2 separate regions of the Ovis aries genome follow, and region 2 is linked to region 1. The links are chromatin contacts, called in public Hi-C maps. All regions are on one chromosome and are shown on one strand. Each heading gives the region's core, a stretch centred on a gene start, on an enhancer-like site or on the middle of the called end of the contact. The rest is flanking DNA. Distances are from core to core; before and after follow the strand shown. Region 1 overlaps GPA33 (glycoprotein A33). Region 2 holds the start of POU2F1 (POU class 2 homeobox 1).

Region 1 (7,730 bases), core at 564-3,063:
GAATGAGGGCTGAGCTGATGGAGGGGGTAGGAAGGAACAGACACACATGAAAGAAGTCCACAGAAAGAAGGCTGCGAAAACCAGCAGGCCACCCACCCTCAATGCACAGCCTAACCTGATCGCTTAGAATTCCTGAAGACCTTAAGCTAGGGTTGTTCACTCAACACTGTAAGTTATCACACCACTGCGTACAGTGGTTTGTTCTATAAAAATACTGTATACCTGACTCTGCTGGGCATGGAGATAACAGAGTGTGTGAGTTTTTGTGTTTAAGGAATCCAGTGGAGGCAAAAAAAAAAAAAAAATGACCAGGCAGGACGCAACAATGCTGAGACAGGAAAGGCATGACAAGGGACACTGACTTAGTCATGAAGCCAGTAGTGGAGGTGCTGGGAGGGGTGGAGAAAGAGAGGGATGGCACTCCAGCCCGAGGGAGCAGCCTGTGCAAAGGCCCTGAGGCAAGAAGACTCCAGGCAGTGTCATTTTTGGTGGGAGGAAGAGGACACAAGTGGAAAGTACTGTTACTGAATTCCTCAGTGGCAGGCCTGTCCATCCTGCTTCTTTCTTTACATGCCCCCTTGGATGGCTTGCTTGCCCCAGTAAACAATGATGCCCTTTCTACAGTGTAGACTGCACAGGCGCACACTCACTGGGCGTGGAGGCTGAATTCCAGTCTCCGCTCGGCCCAGGGCTGCTGGGAGAGGCTATCCAGGAGGCACCTCTCCCCTCTAGCTTCACATCTGCTCTGGTATTTGCTGTCCGACAAAGGCAGGTGGTTGCTGGGTGTGCCCCCTCATTTCCTGTTGTCTTGGTGAGGGGCAGTCAGGCATGGAGCAGCATGGGGCAAATCAAAGGCATTTCCCATTGCCACCCTAGTCAGTTAGTCCCTAAAACTAAAAGGCCTTAGGTTCAAGAACAGGACTCAGGTATCCATGCCCAGACCCCGGGGACTGAAGCAGCCTGGGGAGGAAAAGGCTGCCACCCATGGGCTACTCTCACAAACAGCTCTCTGCCCTCCCTGCTGGCCCAGCCCGCAGGTATCTGCAGGACAGAGAAAGAGAGCATCACTTCTGAGGAGACTGGCTCCTGGTCAGAGCTGTTCATGACCCAGGCTTCGTGTCTTGAGCTCTCCAGAGGTCCAGGAACATCCCTCCCTACCAATAGAAACTCTCACCCTTGCTCCCAGGTACTCCTTTAACAGGATCCTCACCTTTTATTCCACAAAAGAGACTGGCCACAAATACAACACCACCTTCGAAGTCTCTCACTGACTCAGAACCATGCTAAGGGTGCATGACTAGTAGCCAGCATATGCTGAACATATCCAGTGACTAGCTTTCTTACGCCACCATTTGCTGAGGGAAAATTATTAAAAACAAATCCCTAATCCACTCTAAAGGCACCAGTAGAAATAACGGCAAACAAGGGACCAACCACTTCCTAGGAGACCCACGTTATGGAGGAATGTGTCAGGGTCTTTTCCCCAGGCCCTAAGCCACAGCCCTCAAACTACTTTCCCACCTCAGCTCATCCTAGGCACCGCCAGCCCCCACTCCGTCCAGCCCCTCCCGGAAGCTCCCCTCCGCAGCCCTCACCATCAAAAACAGCTAGGACCTAGAATCATACAGATCTAGTTCAAACAGCCGTTCCACCCGCTGAGGGGGGTTGTAGGACTCTTGTAGATCTTGGATTCTCAGTTGGCGCGTCCCAGCTCCTAAATAGATTGTCGATTTCGCCTGAATATTTATAGAGGGCGGAGTGATGGGAGGGAGCGGGTCCAGGCCTCTCCAAAGCCTGCGACTCCCGCTGCAGACGTCAGGGGGCGCCAAAGGCCGGGAAGACGATCAGTCCTGCTCGGCTTCGCCAGGTCCCGGGTCCCCTGGCCAGGTGACTGCCCCTTGGTGACCAAGACGGTTCCCCTCCTTCCGGAAGCTCCGTGCTCGCTTCAGTTTACTGTGAGGTCACGCAGCCTGAATGGACGACCCCATTTAATTCAAAAGCTGTTCTGCCTAAAATCAGCCCAGCAGCAAACCATTTGGAAATAAAACTTGTAAAAATCTTTTTTCCTGGGTTTACTTAATATATAGTACCAATTATCTTTCTAAAGCAAAACAGTCTTTTCACCGAGTTTCATAATCTCAGATTAAATTTGTAGTCTTTGCTCTTCGAGTTTAACTAATTCGTCTCATAAGAGCAGCTGGTCCTAAGAGAAGAGAGGGGGGGAAATCCGGTCATTCATTCACACTTGAATTGGGCCCTGCTGCCCTGCCTGGCAATGGCAGCCCACTCCAGTACTCTTGCCTGGAAAATCCTATGGACGGAGGAGCCTGGTAGGCTGCAGTCCATGGGGTCGTTGAGAGTCAGATACGACTGAGCGATTTCACTTTCACTTTTCACTTTCCTGCATTGGAGAAGGAAATGGCAACCCACTCCAGTGTTCTTGCCTGGAGAATCCCAGGGACGGGGGAGCCTGGTGGGCTGCCATCTATGGGGTCGCACAGAGTCAGACATGACTGAAGCGACTTAGCAGCAGCAGCCCTGCCTGAAACCAGCTTGCTGCCAGAAGAAAACCAAAGCCGTTAAATACGGAAGCCAGAGGAGCCAGAATCAGCCAGAGAAGGGCCAGGTGGAGCAGAGTGAGGGACTCAGCTGGGGGTGAACCAGGATAAGGGAAGGGGGTGAGGAAGGGCAGACAGTGCAGAAGAGAAGCTGGAGGAAAATGCTCATTTCCCTGGCTGAGTAATATCTCTCTCGGGAGCTAATGCAGATAAAATTAAGTGCTGTGAACACAAAACGGTTTAATGCAACATTAATTATAATAGCTTAAATTGGAAACAGCGTCCAGTTCTGGGACAGAGGACTCAGCATTCCCTTGCTGAAGTGGCATGAAGCTTAAAGAGCAGCAAGTGCTAAGACAGCATGTAATGATATGAAATGAGAAAAGTTCCTATGGTTAGGTTACAAATTCAGTTATGTACAGAAATAAGTATGTGGATAGGAACTGGAAGAAAACATGGAGAAATAAAACCCAATGATATATGTGAATGTTTGTCTTTTTTTGTTTCATCTTTCTTTAAATTCGTATATTTTTAAGAGGCAAGGGGTCACCAAACACAGCTATATGTTTATTTGCGTCAGGACTAAGGTCCTTGGAGCGGGAGAACAATAACAGTCCGGCAGAGCAGAAACAGGCTTCTTTCTAACAGTCTGCTGCACTAGAGATTTTGGCACGAGGAGCTCTTCACAAACAGGCAGACTCTTGATTCCACGAGGCCAGGAGAAAAACACATCACAGCGCTCCACCTGGTCTGGGTCAACCGAAACACAGCTGTAAAAATGCCGTCAGATAATAAAATGTGATGGTGTCAGCCTCGTCCAGGAGATTAGGAGAGGTGTTCCTACAGCTCTAAGACCATCAAAGCTCCCCGTGAAAACCTTGAAAGAAATATCCATGTACTCAGAGGGCTATGGCTCTTCAGTGTCCCAGACCTCGGTTAAGACCTTCAGTGTGGAAGAGCAGTTACAGAAGCTCAGTTTTCAGTGAGTGACGCTTCCAAATGGGCATGTCCTGTGGACAGTGGGCACATCCATGGCTGGCACTGCTCTGCCTCTCCAACCTTCTTTCATTAGCATGGGCACAGGAAGGGCAAGACACAAGTTAATGCAATGACACCATAAAACATAATTGGCAGCTTACATCTGCCACAGAGTGAAAGAAAGGGTGTGCCGAGAAGTTGTCAGCCATGAAGAGTTTGGGAATCACCCAAAACTGGAAGGCTTGATGGTTGGGAACAGTGAAGGGATTTGAGCATCAAATCCCTGTTTCCATCAAAGCTTGGACACTCTCTAGTGGTCACTTAACTGCTTGGGTCTCAGTGTTCCCTTCTATCAAATATGAGTGTTAATACCCACTGGCACAGATGTATTGCAAAGATGAAATGAGATCATATCCGTAGAGGACTTACTGAGATGCCTGGCACATAGCAAACAGAAGCTCAAAAAAGGATAGCTGTTATGGTTGTGAATTTGGTGTTATCTAATGAACGGACGCTTACTCCTTGGAAGGAAAGTTATGACCAACCTAGACAGCATATTCAAAAGCAGAGACATTACTTTGCCAACAAAGGTCTGTCTCGTCAAGGCTATGGTTTCTCCAGTAGTCGTGTAGGGATGTGAAAGTTGGACCATAAACAAGGTTGAACACCAAAGAATTGACGCTTTTGAACTGTGGTGTTGGAGAAGACTCTTGAGAGTCCCTTGGACTTCAAGGAGATGCAACCTGTCCATCCTAAAGGAAATCAGTCCTAGTTGAAACTCCAATACTTTGGCCATCTGATGCGAAGAGCTAACTCATCTGAAAAACCCTGATGCTAGGAAAGATTCAGGGCCGGAGGAGAAGGGGACGACAGAGGATGAGATGGCTGGATGGCATCACTGAGTTGATGGACATGAGTTTGAGTAAGCTCCGGGAGTTGGTGATGGACAGGGAGGCCTGACATGCTGCAATTCATGGGGTCACAAAGAGTAGGACACGACTGAGCCATTGAACTGACTGATACAGGCAAAGGTCATTGCAATTTGATGGCAGTTTTCCCTCCATTTAAGAGGATCCCCTTGGTTTTGCAGAGCAGGAGGACACAGAGACTGGGTATTTAGTTCGATGGAATGGGTGCAGTTTCCTGCCCTCCTCTTACACAACTAAGTAAACACATTAGTCTTTATTTGGCCACAGAAAGCCTGGAATCCAGTCACTATAGATTCGCCAATGTAGGTCAGAAAATCTGATATATCGTCTTCCTTATATCATTAAAATGTCATTCCATTGCAACTTAATATGTAAATTGAACATAATTCCAACCAACTTTTTGTAAACATAACAATGTGATTTTAATATTAACATGAAAGAATAAATGTGTAAAACTGATTTGGAAAAGTTTAGTAAGAGAAGATATTACATAGTGCCAGATTTTAAAAGCCATGCACACAAATACTGATAACTAAATAAGTATGTGTGCATGTGTGTTTGTATCTCAACACAGACTATAGACATACTATAATCACAACGCGATACTGGCATAGGAATAATCAAAAGGAGAACAAATGAAATAAGGAGTAAAAAACAGCTGTGTATATGTAGCAATTTAACATGTGATAAACCTGGCATTCCAGTGGGAAAATCATTGTTTCTTTGGTATAATAAATGATGTTGATGTAATTGGCTATTCATTTGGAAGAAAACAAAGACTCTTAGTATCCTGTGTTCAAAAATAAATTCCTGATGAAACAAAGATCTAAGGGTAAAAAACAAGACTTACAGACATAAGAAAAGAACATTAAGTTCATTTTTATAACCACAAAGGTGGTGTGAGAGATCTTGTACAAGACAAGAGTCCCCAAATCCAGAGCAAAAAACATCAATGGGATATGGAGGGGACTTCTCCTGTGTCTCAGAGTGTCCACTAAAATCTTCAAGTTGAGGCTCTGAATGGTTAGCATCCTCAGTGCTGAGGAGAGGAGTGACTTTCCCAGGAGTGAACTCTCTAATTATCAGTTGCCCTCCTCCTTCCCGTTTAAGAGAAGACTAGAGAGATTTCTTTAAAGAAGATTGTCAGAAATAGGGACCATGAGCATTTCTCCTCCTTCTCTTGGTGGAGAGGAAGGAGGTATTCCCCCGCATCTCATTCCCAGCCAGGGAGGAACCGCACAATACCATGTGGAGAGAGCGGTTGTCTACTGTTGGGAACTGGCATCTCTCACTTGTCTCTGAGACTTGTAAGGAATCAGTAAGTTCCTACAGTTTACTCCTGGAACATGATGATGGAAGGGCTTTATAGATGTCCTTGGGTATCTGAGGAACCATCTGGGGTCACATTCAGGTCCTACTGCTTGCTCAGAGAAGCTGGCTGGAGCAGACTGCAATGGCAAGGTGAGGGGAACATGCAACAGTGAGAAGGATCTGCTCTTCCAGGTGCAGGGTTTAGCAGAATAAAGACGGAGGCATGTTCCTGTCACACTGAAAGGATTTGGTCCCAGAGAGCTGTTGGCTGGGTCAAGGGGAGCCCAGAGTAGACCGTGAAGAGTAACAGCAAGTTACCATAATCAGGGGAAGGTGGGAAAGGGTGAAAGATGTGAAAATCTGGCCTGCAGGTGTGCAAAATACGTGTGTCAGATGGACCCCTTGGTGGGGGCCAGTGCTGAGGAACTCTCTCACGCACCCCACAAAAGGAACAGTAGTGGGATGTCTGCTCTGATTGGGATCATGGGATAGCAAGAGAAGATGGTAAGTGGCCTGGCTAGGTAATCCCGGCTTTGCTTTCCCCTTTAACACTCGGCCATGACCTCAGAGTCACAGAAGTGAGAGTGGGAGGAAGTGGACTAAGGAGAACAAGGAAACAGACCCAGCCTTTAATCCACTGCTGCTCTCCTTGCCTTAGGTGCTCAGCGCCAAGTTAAGGAGAGATGTGAAGCTTATCCGGGCTTCCTAGGTGGTGCTGGTGGTAAAGAACCTGCCTGCCAATGCAGAAGACGTAACAGATGAGAGTCGGATCCCTGGGTTGGGAATCCCTGGAGCAGGTGTGGCAACCCACTCCAGTGTTCTTGCCTGGAGAAACCTCCCATGAACAGAGGAGCCTGGTGGGCTATGGTCCATAGGGTCGCAAAGAGTCAGACACAACTGAAGTGACTTAGCATGGATGTGAAACTGGAACTGAACAGATTTTTTTTTTCACCTAGTCAATTAACAAAATTTATAAAAAATTAAGAGATGGCTGGATGGCATCACCGACTCGATGGATATGAATTTGAGTGAACTCCAGGAGTTGGTGATGGACAGGGAAGCCTGGCATGCTGCGATTCATGGGGTTGCAAAGAGTCGGACACGACTGAGCGACTGAACTGAACTGACTGAAGCTTCCCTTGTGGCTCAACTGGTAAAGAATCCGCCTGCAGTATGGGAGCCCTGGGTTCGATCCCTGGGTTGGGAAGATCCCCTGGAGAAGCTACCCACTTCAGCATTCTGGCTTGGAGAATTCCATGGAATTCCATGGGGTCACAAAGAGTTGAATACAACTGAGCGACTTACACTTTCACAGAAAAATTAAGATTGATAATATTCAGTTCTGGTAAGAATATAGGAAAACAAGCATGGTCACATAATGTTCATGGCAATAGAAAGTTGGTTTGGAGAAAGTAATTTGCCAGTATGGAATAACTTTTAATGAAGGCAAAGTCTTTGACCTAGAAATCCTTCTTTTTAAATTTCTTTTCCTTGATGCCTAATGATGTTGAGTAATAGAAATCCTACTTTTAAGAATCTATCCAACAGAAACAAAGATAACACAGGAATATGCATATACATATATATGTACATACATATATGCGCACATATTATACATACATATATATTGTTTGTACAAAAAAATGGAAACAGCTTGAGAATGCTCATCAGTATGGGCCACTGGAATAATCATAGTACATTCATGCAAGGGAGTGTATTATATTAATAGGTATATTTGTATGTTATGATCTGGAGAAATTTACATGAAATATTAAGAAAAAGTTACAAAAACCCTTTATAATAAGATTTATTTTTTTAAGAAAAGGAAAGAAAGGAAAATGAAATATGTGTGTGTATGTGTGTGTGTTGAAAGGACTTGGAGAGGAATCTAGAAGAATGCATGCAGGTACTAGCCTTGGCCACCTTTTTAGCCCTAGGGTGCAAGGGAGGAGAT
Region 2 (7,186 bases), core at 4,458-6,957, 240 kb after region 1:
AGAACTCCTTGAGTCTTCTAATTGTTACAGACAGAAATCTTGGGAACAAGTATGGAGATGGTATTAGGATAATGATGGAAAGAATACGAAGTTGAATCAGGCCTTTGCACTTGGGCTGCAACACAACATTGCTTCTTGGGCCTTCAAACTGCAGATCTGGAGATGCCTCAGCCTCCATAACTGTATAAACTCATTCTTTATAACACATATCTTTCATATACATAAATTTATATATATATATATCTCCGATTGGTTTTGTTCCTCTGCAGAACATTGACTAATACAAGCAAGTTACATAATACCTATATGACTCAACTTCCCCATCCTGGAAAACTGGGGTAATCAGAGCTCTATCTTCCAGAGTTGTAAGGATTTTAAAAAGTTGATACACAAAGTTTGCTGGGGTCAAAGCAGTATCTTACACATTTTCGTATCCTTTACACCTAGTAAAGTTTATGGCAGAATGAAGATTTCAAAACTATTTGTCGAATTGATGATTTATCAATTTTTAAAATAATCCTAATGTATATAACTATATCATTTATTATTTTTTACTCAACAAATATTTATGACTATCTACTGTGTTCAGGTATTGTGCTAGGCCCTGGGCTCAGATCATGAACTCCTTATTGCCAAATTCAGACTTAAATTAAAGAAAGTAGGGAAAACCACTAGACCATTCAGGTATGACCTACATAAAATCCCTTATGATTACACAGTGAAAGTAACAAATAGATTCAAGGGATTACACCTGATAGACAGAGTCCCTGAAGAACTATGGACAGAGTTTCCTGATTTTGTACAGAAGGAAGTGATAAAGACCATCCCCAAGAAAAAGAAATGAAAAAAGGAAAATGGTTGTCTGAGGGGCCTTACAAATAGCTGAGAAAAGAAGAGATGCTAAAGGCAAAGAAGAAAAGGAAAGATATACCCACTTGAATGCAGTTTCAAAGAATAGCAAGGATGTCAATGTATGGCAAAACCAATACAGTATTGTAAAGTAAAATCAAGTAAAAAAAAAAAAAGAATGGCAAGGAGAGATAAGAAAGCCTTCCTCAGTGATCAATATAAAGAAATAGAGGAAAATAATAGAACGGGAAAGACTAGAGATCTCCAAGAAAATTAGAGATACCAAGGGAACATTTCATGCAAAGATAGGCACAATTAAGGACAGAAATGGTATGGATCTAAGAGAAGCAGAAGATGCTAAGAAGAGTTGGCAAGAATACACAGAAGAACTGTACAAAAAGATCTTCATGACCCAGATAACCATGATGGTGTGATGACTCACCTAGAGCCAGACATCCTGGAATGCAAAGTCAAGTGCGCCTTTGGAAGCATCACTATGAACAAAGCTAGTGGAGGTGATGGAATTTACGTTGAGCTATTTCAAATCCTGAAACATGATGCTGTGAAAGCGAGGCACTCAATATGGTAACAAATTTGGAAAACTGCAGTAGTCACAGGATTGGAAAAGGTCAGTATTCATGCCAATCCCAAAGAAAGGCAATGCCAAAGAATGCTCAAACTACCACACAATTGCACTCATCTCACACGCTAGCAAGGAGAAGGCAATGGCACCCCACTCCAGTACTCTTGCCTGGAAAATCCCATGGGCAGAGGAGCCTGGTGGGCTGCAGTCCTTGAAGTCGCTAAGAGTTGGGCACAACTGAGCAACTTCACTTTCACTTTTCACTTTCATGCATTGGAGAAGGAAATGGCAACCCACTCCAGTATTCTTGCCTGGAGAATCCCAGGGACAGAGGAGCCTAGTGGGCTGCCGTCTGTGGGGTCGCAGAGAGTCGGACATGACTGAAGCGACTTAGCAGCAGCAGCAGCATACACTAGCAAAGCAATACTTAAAATTCTCCAAGCCAGACTTCAACAGTACATGAACCATGAACTTCCAGATGTTCAAGCTGGATTTAGAAAAGGCAGAGAAACCAGAGATCAAATTGCCAACATCCACTGGATCAAAAAAGCATGAGAGTTCCAAAAAAACATCTGCTTTATTGAGTACGCCAAAGCCTTTGACTGTGTGGATCACAACAAACTGGAAGATTCTTCAAGAGATAGGAATACCAGACCACCTGACCTGACTCCTGAGAAATCTGTATACAGGATAAGAAGCAACAGTTAAAACTGGACATGGAACAACAGACTAGTACCAAATCAGGAAAGGAGTACATCAAGGCTGTATACTGTCACTCTGCTTATTTAACATATATGCAGAGTACATCATGCACAATACCAGGCTGGATGAAGTACAAGCTGGAATCAAGATTGCTGGGAGAAATATCAATAACCTCAGATATGCAGATGACACCACCCTTATGGCAGAAAGTGAAGAAAAACTAAAGAGCCTCTTGATGAACGTGAAAGACGAGAATGAAAAAGTTGGTTTAAAACTCAACATTCAGGAATCTAAGATCGTGGCATCATGGCAAATAGATGGGGAAATAATGCCAACAGTGACAGACTTTGTTTTTTTTGGCTCCAATATCACTGCAGATAGTGACTGTAGCCATGAAATTAAGACACTTGCTCCTTGGAAGAAAAGTTATGACCAACCTAGACAGCATCTTAAAAAGCAGAGACATTACTTTGCCAACAAAAAAGTCTGTCTCATGAAAGCTATGGTTTTTCCAGTAGTCATGTATGGATGTGAGAGCTGGATTACAAAGAAAGCTGAGGGCCTAAGAACTGATGCTTTTGAACTGCAGTGTTGGAGAAGATTCTTGAGAATCCCTTGGACTTCAAGGAGATGCAACCTGTCCATCCTAAAGGAAATCAGTTCTGAGTACTCATTGGAAGGACTGATGCTGAAGCTGAAACTCCAATACTTTGGCCACTTGATGTGAAGAACTGACTCACTGGAAAAGACCCTGATTTGGGGAAAGATTGAAGGCCAGAAGAGAAGTGGACAACTGAGGATGAGGTGGCTGGATGGCATCACCAACTCAATGGACATGAGTTTGAGTAAGCTCTGAGAGTTGGTGATGGACAGGGAAGCCTGGAGTGCTGCAGTCTATGGGGTTGCAAAGAGATGGACATGATTGAGTGACTGAACTGAACTGGGTACACATTTGGAAACATAAATATTACCATCAAGAGGAAGATGAATCATTAACACACAGTATTTTAAACTTTCTTTTCCTCACAGAGCTATTTTTCTTTATGTAAAAATTCATTCCATAAAAATTTCCTTTTACATAAATAAAATAATAATGAATAGCAGATGCACTGCTGGCTTCAGTTCCTTTCTGAAAGTCATACTAATTTACTTTTTGAAACAAAGAGCAAAACAAAGATTAAATAGAAGATAAGAATTTAAATAAGGGTATTTGATTTCTTTTTCTTAGTGGAGATGACTTCAAATTTGTTGCCCTTAAAGCAGGGTCATGTACTTAACTTTGTCCCTTGTGGCTCAGCTGATAAAGAATCCACCTGCAACACGGGAGACCTGGGTTCAATCCCTGGTTTGGGAAGATCCCCTGAAGAAGTGAAAGGCTACCCACTCCAGTATCCTGGCCCAGAGAATTCCATGAACTGTACAGTCTACCCGATCACGAAGAGTCTGACTGATGAGCAACTTTCAGTTTCAAATAGATTGAGGATTCTGAGACTTTCTATTAATAGCAATGCTGGTGAATATGCTATATTTACAGATTAATTGTAACGATTAAATTTTGCATTTCCTTAACTGTGTGTTGGTTGGCCATTGTCTGAAATAGATTATAGGGTAGCCCAATTATTTGGCTTAAACAGTCATGCATACACCCTAGGCCTTAATTGCCATGAATAAATCAATACCACCTGGAAAATTCATTGGCTGACACTGACAATAGCTTTAACTGTACTTGCACAGTGTAAGAAATTCAATGAGCAGCTTAAGAACAATGATTAAAACTTTAGCTATTAAACAATGGCTGGCTATCTCCTAGAGATCAGTTTTTTTCCTTAGTGCAGAAATTGTGCCTGCGTGCTCAGTCGTGTTCTAGCCTTTGCGACTCCCTGGACTGCAGCCCAACTGGCTCCTCGGCCCATCGGGTTATCCTGGCAGGAATGGCAGGAACACCCGAGCGGGTTGCCATTTCCTCCTCACGGGGATCTTCACCACCCAGAGATGGAGCCCCAGTCTCCTTCAGTTCCTGCACTGGCCAGCGGATTCTTCACCTGAGCCACCTGGGAAGACCAGAATTTGTAATCCTACTCAATTTAAATCTTACACTCATTTTTTTCTCCTCTGCTGCTGCTGCTAAGTCGCTTCAGTCGTGTTCGACTCTGTGCGACCCCACAGACGGCAGCCTACCAGGCTCCTCCCGCCCCTGGGATTCTCTAGGCAAGAATTCAAGACTACCTAAAACTAATTTTTTTAAAAAAGGTTTTTCTTGGTTTTCTTTGGTAACCATGAAATAACAGTACACTCCTCTTAAAACAAACAAACAAACAAACAAACAAAACAGGAAAAACCGTAAGTCTTAATAATTCGTAAAATAATTAGACCTGGGTCTTGTCCAGGAAAATCTATTACATTTATATAAAGAAATCTTAGAATATTATGACTAGTTACAAGCAAAGATATCTACCTCGGAAAACGCCTATTTTTCATATTTACCTTGAGAAGCAATATAGTACAATTCTTGATGAAGCTACCGTTGATTTCGACATGTTTTTATTTACTAGGTCGTGGGTTTTCAGTTTATGCTAGGTTTCAAAAGATGTTCCTAACCAAAAGGAAGGGAAGAATGCCTATCTGTAGACCAGAGGTCGGCTATTTGCTTCCATCCGGTGAGCGGCGATCGAGGCACCTGAAAGGGTAGGGGCGGGAATTGGCGACTTAATAAAAACTCCCAGCTAACGTGGAAGCCAGCCGGGTGTTGGAAACAAGTAGAGCAGAAGATCTGGAGCTAACTAAAAGAATCACAGGACCCTCCCCTTCGCATTGGCCCGGGTCAGGTCTCCAGCATTCGCAAGCTTGAGGGCGGGGACTAATTCGGATTCAAACTTAAAGCGGGAGGCCCGCGCCAGGCCCAGCAGGTGCCTCCAGCCCGGTTCCCCGAGGCTGGTTTCCGCCCCTACCTGCCCGCAGGGCCGGAAATTACCTAGCAGGGGAGCGGCCCGTCCTTTGTTGTCGGTGTTTAAACCGCGCGGAAAGCCTTAAAAAGTGCGCAGCGAAGAGGGCGCGGGCCAGTCCGCCCACCGCCACTTCACGCGTCTCCACCCTTTCGGCTACTGTGTCCCCTGTCCTTGTAGTATGCCACTGGGGGAAGCCAGAGTAAAATCGGGAGAGTAAAGCGGGAAGAGAAGGGAGGATATTAAGATGCCACAATCGCGCTCCGTACTACACTTCACAGTTCACATATCAGGACCGAGCCAAGGGGAAATGGCGCAAGCGCAGACAGCCTTTCAGGCGCGTGGGGAAATTCGCGCATGTGCAGAGCCCAGACGGGAAAAAATAAAGCGGAGTGACTCGCAGGTTGAGGGCGCTTTAGCTACTGAGGAGCCACAGCTGCCAGGGGGCGCGTGCGCAGAGAGCCCGGTGGAGGTGGGCCTCTTCCAGGGGGACAGCCTCGCGCGCCCCCTGGCGCGCGCCCGAGGAGAGGCGGGAGCTGGAGGGGGCGGAGAGCAGGGAGGAGGTCTGGAGGGCGGGCGGGGGGAGGGGAGCCGGAGCGAGGGAGGGTTTATCGACCGGGCGATTTTGGTTAAAATATTCAAAATGGCGGACGGAGGAGCAGCGAGTCAAGATGAGAGTTCAGCCGCGGCGGCAGCAGCAGCAGGTAATCATTACAGCATTTTACATATTCATATTCATACTCAACCCCGGCTCCCGCTGCCCCCCCCGCGACTTAGCATAATTTATTAGTACTCAGGATTATTATAATTAACGGCGGGGAGATGGGGGGCCAGGGAGCCCGGAGCCCCCGCCGGGCGCCGAGCGGAGGGGGAAAGAGGCTCGGAGCGCCCAGGCGGAGGGGGAAGACGAGGGGCAAAGGGGGCTGCGATCCGCCGCTCTCCTCCTGCCCCTAGCCCACCCCGCCGCGGGCTCGCCCGCCCGCCGGCACCGGCCCTCCTCCTCCGCCGGCCGCCGGCCGCCTCCGCCTCCTCGTCGCCGAGCCCCAACCCGAGCGGGTCCGCGGCGGGGCCGCGGGGCCGGGGCAGAGGGAGAGGACAATAAAGACGTTTTACATATTCATAGCTGCTGGGCCGGCGGGGCGCGGCGGGGCGCGGGCGGGCGACCCGGGCCGGGCGGGCGCGGGGTGGGGGGGGGCGTGGAGGGCGAGACGGAGGTGGCGGCGAGCACAATGCCGGGGAGGCGGCGGGGCCGGAGCGGACCCCGGCGGCCGGACCGCCGCACGTGTCCTGCCCCCGGCGCGGCCGGGGCGCCCCCTCCCCCGCGCTGCTGGCCGCGGGGGGCGGCCCGGAGAGCGGCCCGGGTGCGCCCGCAAACAGCGCCCGGCCCGCGCCCGCGCCCCGCCGCCGCACCGGGGTCCGAGCGGGGCCGAGCCCGCGGGTCACGGCCCCGGGCGCCCTGGCCGCGCCCCGCTCATCCCGCGAACGGTGGCCTGACCCGAGGCGGGCCTGCGCTGTAGATGCGCAGGGGTGAGCGGTCCTGGGCGCTGCGAGGGGGCCTCCGGGCGGAGGGACCGAGGAGTCCGCGCCGGCATGCGCTTCGCCCCCTTGGGGGGCGGACTGGGTTGAAAGCGGCCCTCGGGGAAAGTTCCCCTCAAGGAGCGGGTCCTCTGAGGCCATCCCATGTGCTCCAGGCCACCGGTCAGGGGTCCCAGCAGGTCTTGGGGAAGCCCCTTGTTTCCCGGCGCCGTGGATTCTCGGGAGAGTTGAGCCGAATGAAGGTGCCCGGCGCGGTCCGAGCTCTGGGTCCCCTGCCCCACCCTGTCCGCCCCCCGCCTCTGCGCTTGACCCAGACCCGCGCGGCCGGGGACCCTCGGGGGCCTCGCTCCCCCTCAGGCCCCAGCGGCGCCCGGAGGCCTCTCGGGAACTGGGACGTGAAGCGCTGCCCTCCTGCCCGGCCCCAGAACCGGCTGGGCTGACAAGTTGATAATATTCTCGGTTTCCCCCCACCGGTTGGGAGTTGGGTAGGGGCGGGGATCCCCCTTCCTGGTTCTCTGCCCCTGTTTTCTTGCTGGGTGCTGGGTCCTCTTATGCTCTGGTTAGCTGAACCTCT

What was found. A called contact is a pair of places that touch in the nucleus more often than the background predicts.
Region 2: a contact with region 1 is called in a Hi-C map of hypothalamus, with 4 times the contacts expected there. The contact joins the promoter of POU2F1 here to the enhancer-like site in region 1. A contact is called at or near these places in 5 of 16 Hi-C or Micro-C datasets (blood, hypothalamus, muscle and 1 more).

What each region holds. Positions count from the first base shown.
Region 1 is chr1:119,190,333-119,198,062 of ARS-UI_Ramb_v3.0, forward strand. All of the region lies in intron 3 of GPA33 (glycoprotein A33), which reads right to left. Among named protein-coding and RNA genes, the nearest start is that of GPA33, 28 kb to the right of the region's middle. Within about 2 kb of position 1,814, at least 24 of the 54 cell types and tissues checked have an H3K27ac peak or open chromatin away from gene starts, as enhancers often do. A contact at or near this core is called in hypothalamus, where this site is marked.
Region 2 is chr1:119,422,740-119,429,925 of ARS-UI_Ramb_v3.0, forward strand. POU2F1 (POU class 2 homeobox 1) reads left to right here and starts at 5,708. Exons shown (of 17, transcript XM_060403580.1): 1 at 5,708-5,780. The coding sequence starts at 5,720. It overlaps LOC132658292 (a long non-coding RNA gene), which reads right to left and starts at 5,384. Exons shown (of 2, transcript XR_009597701.1): 1 at 4,619-5,384.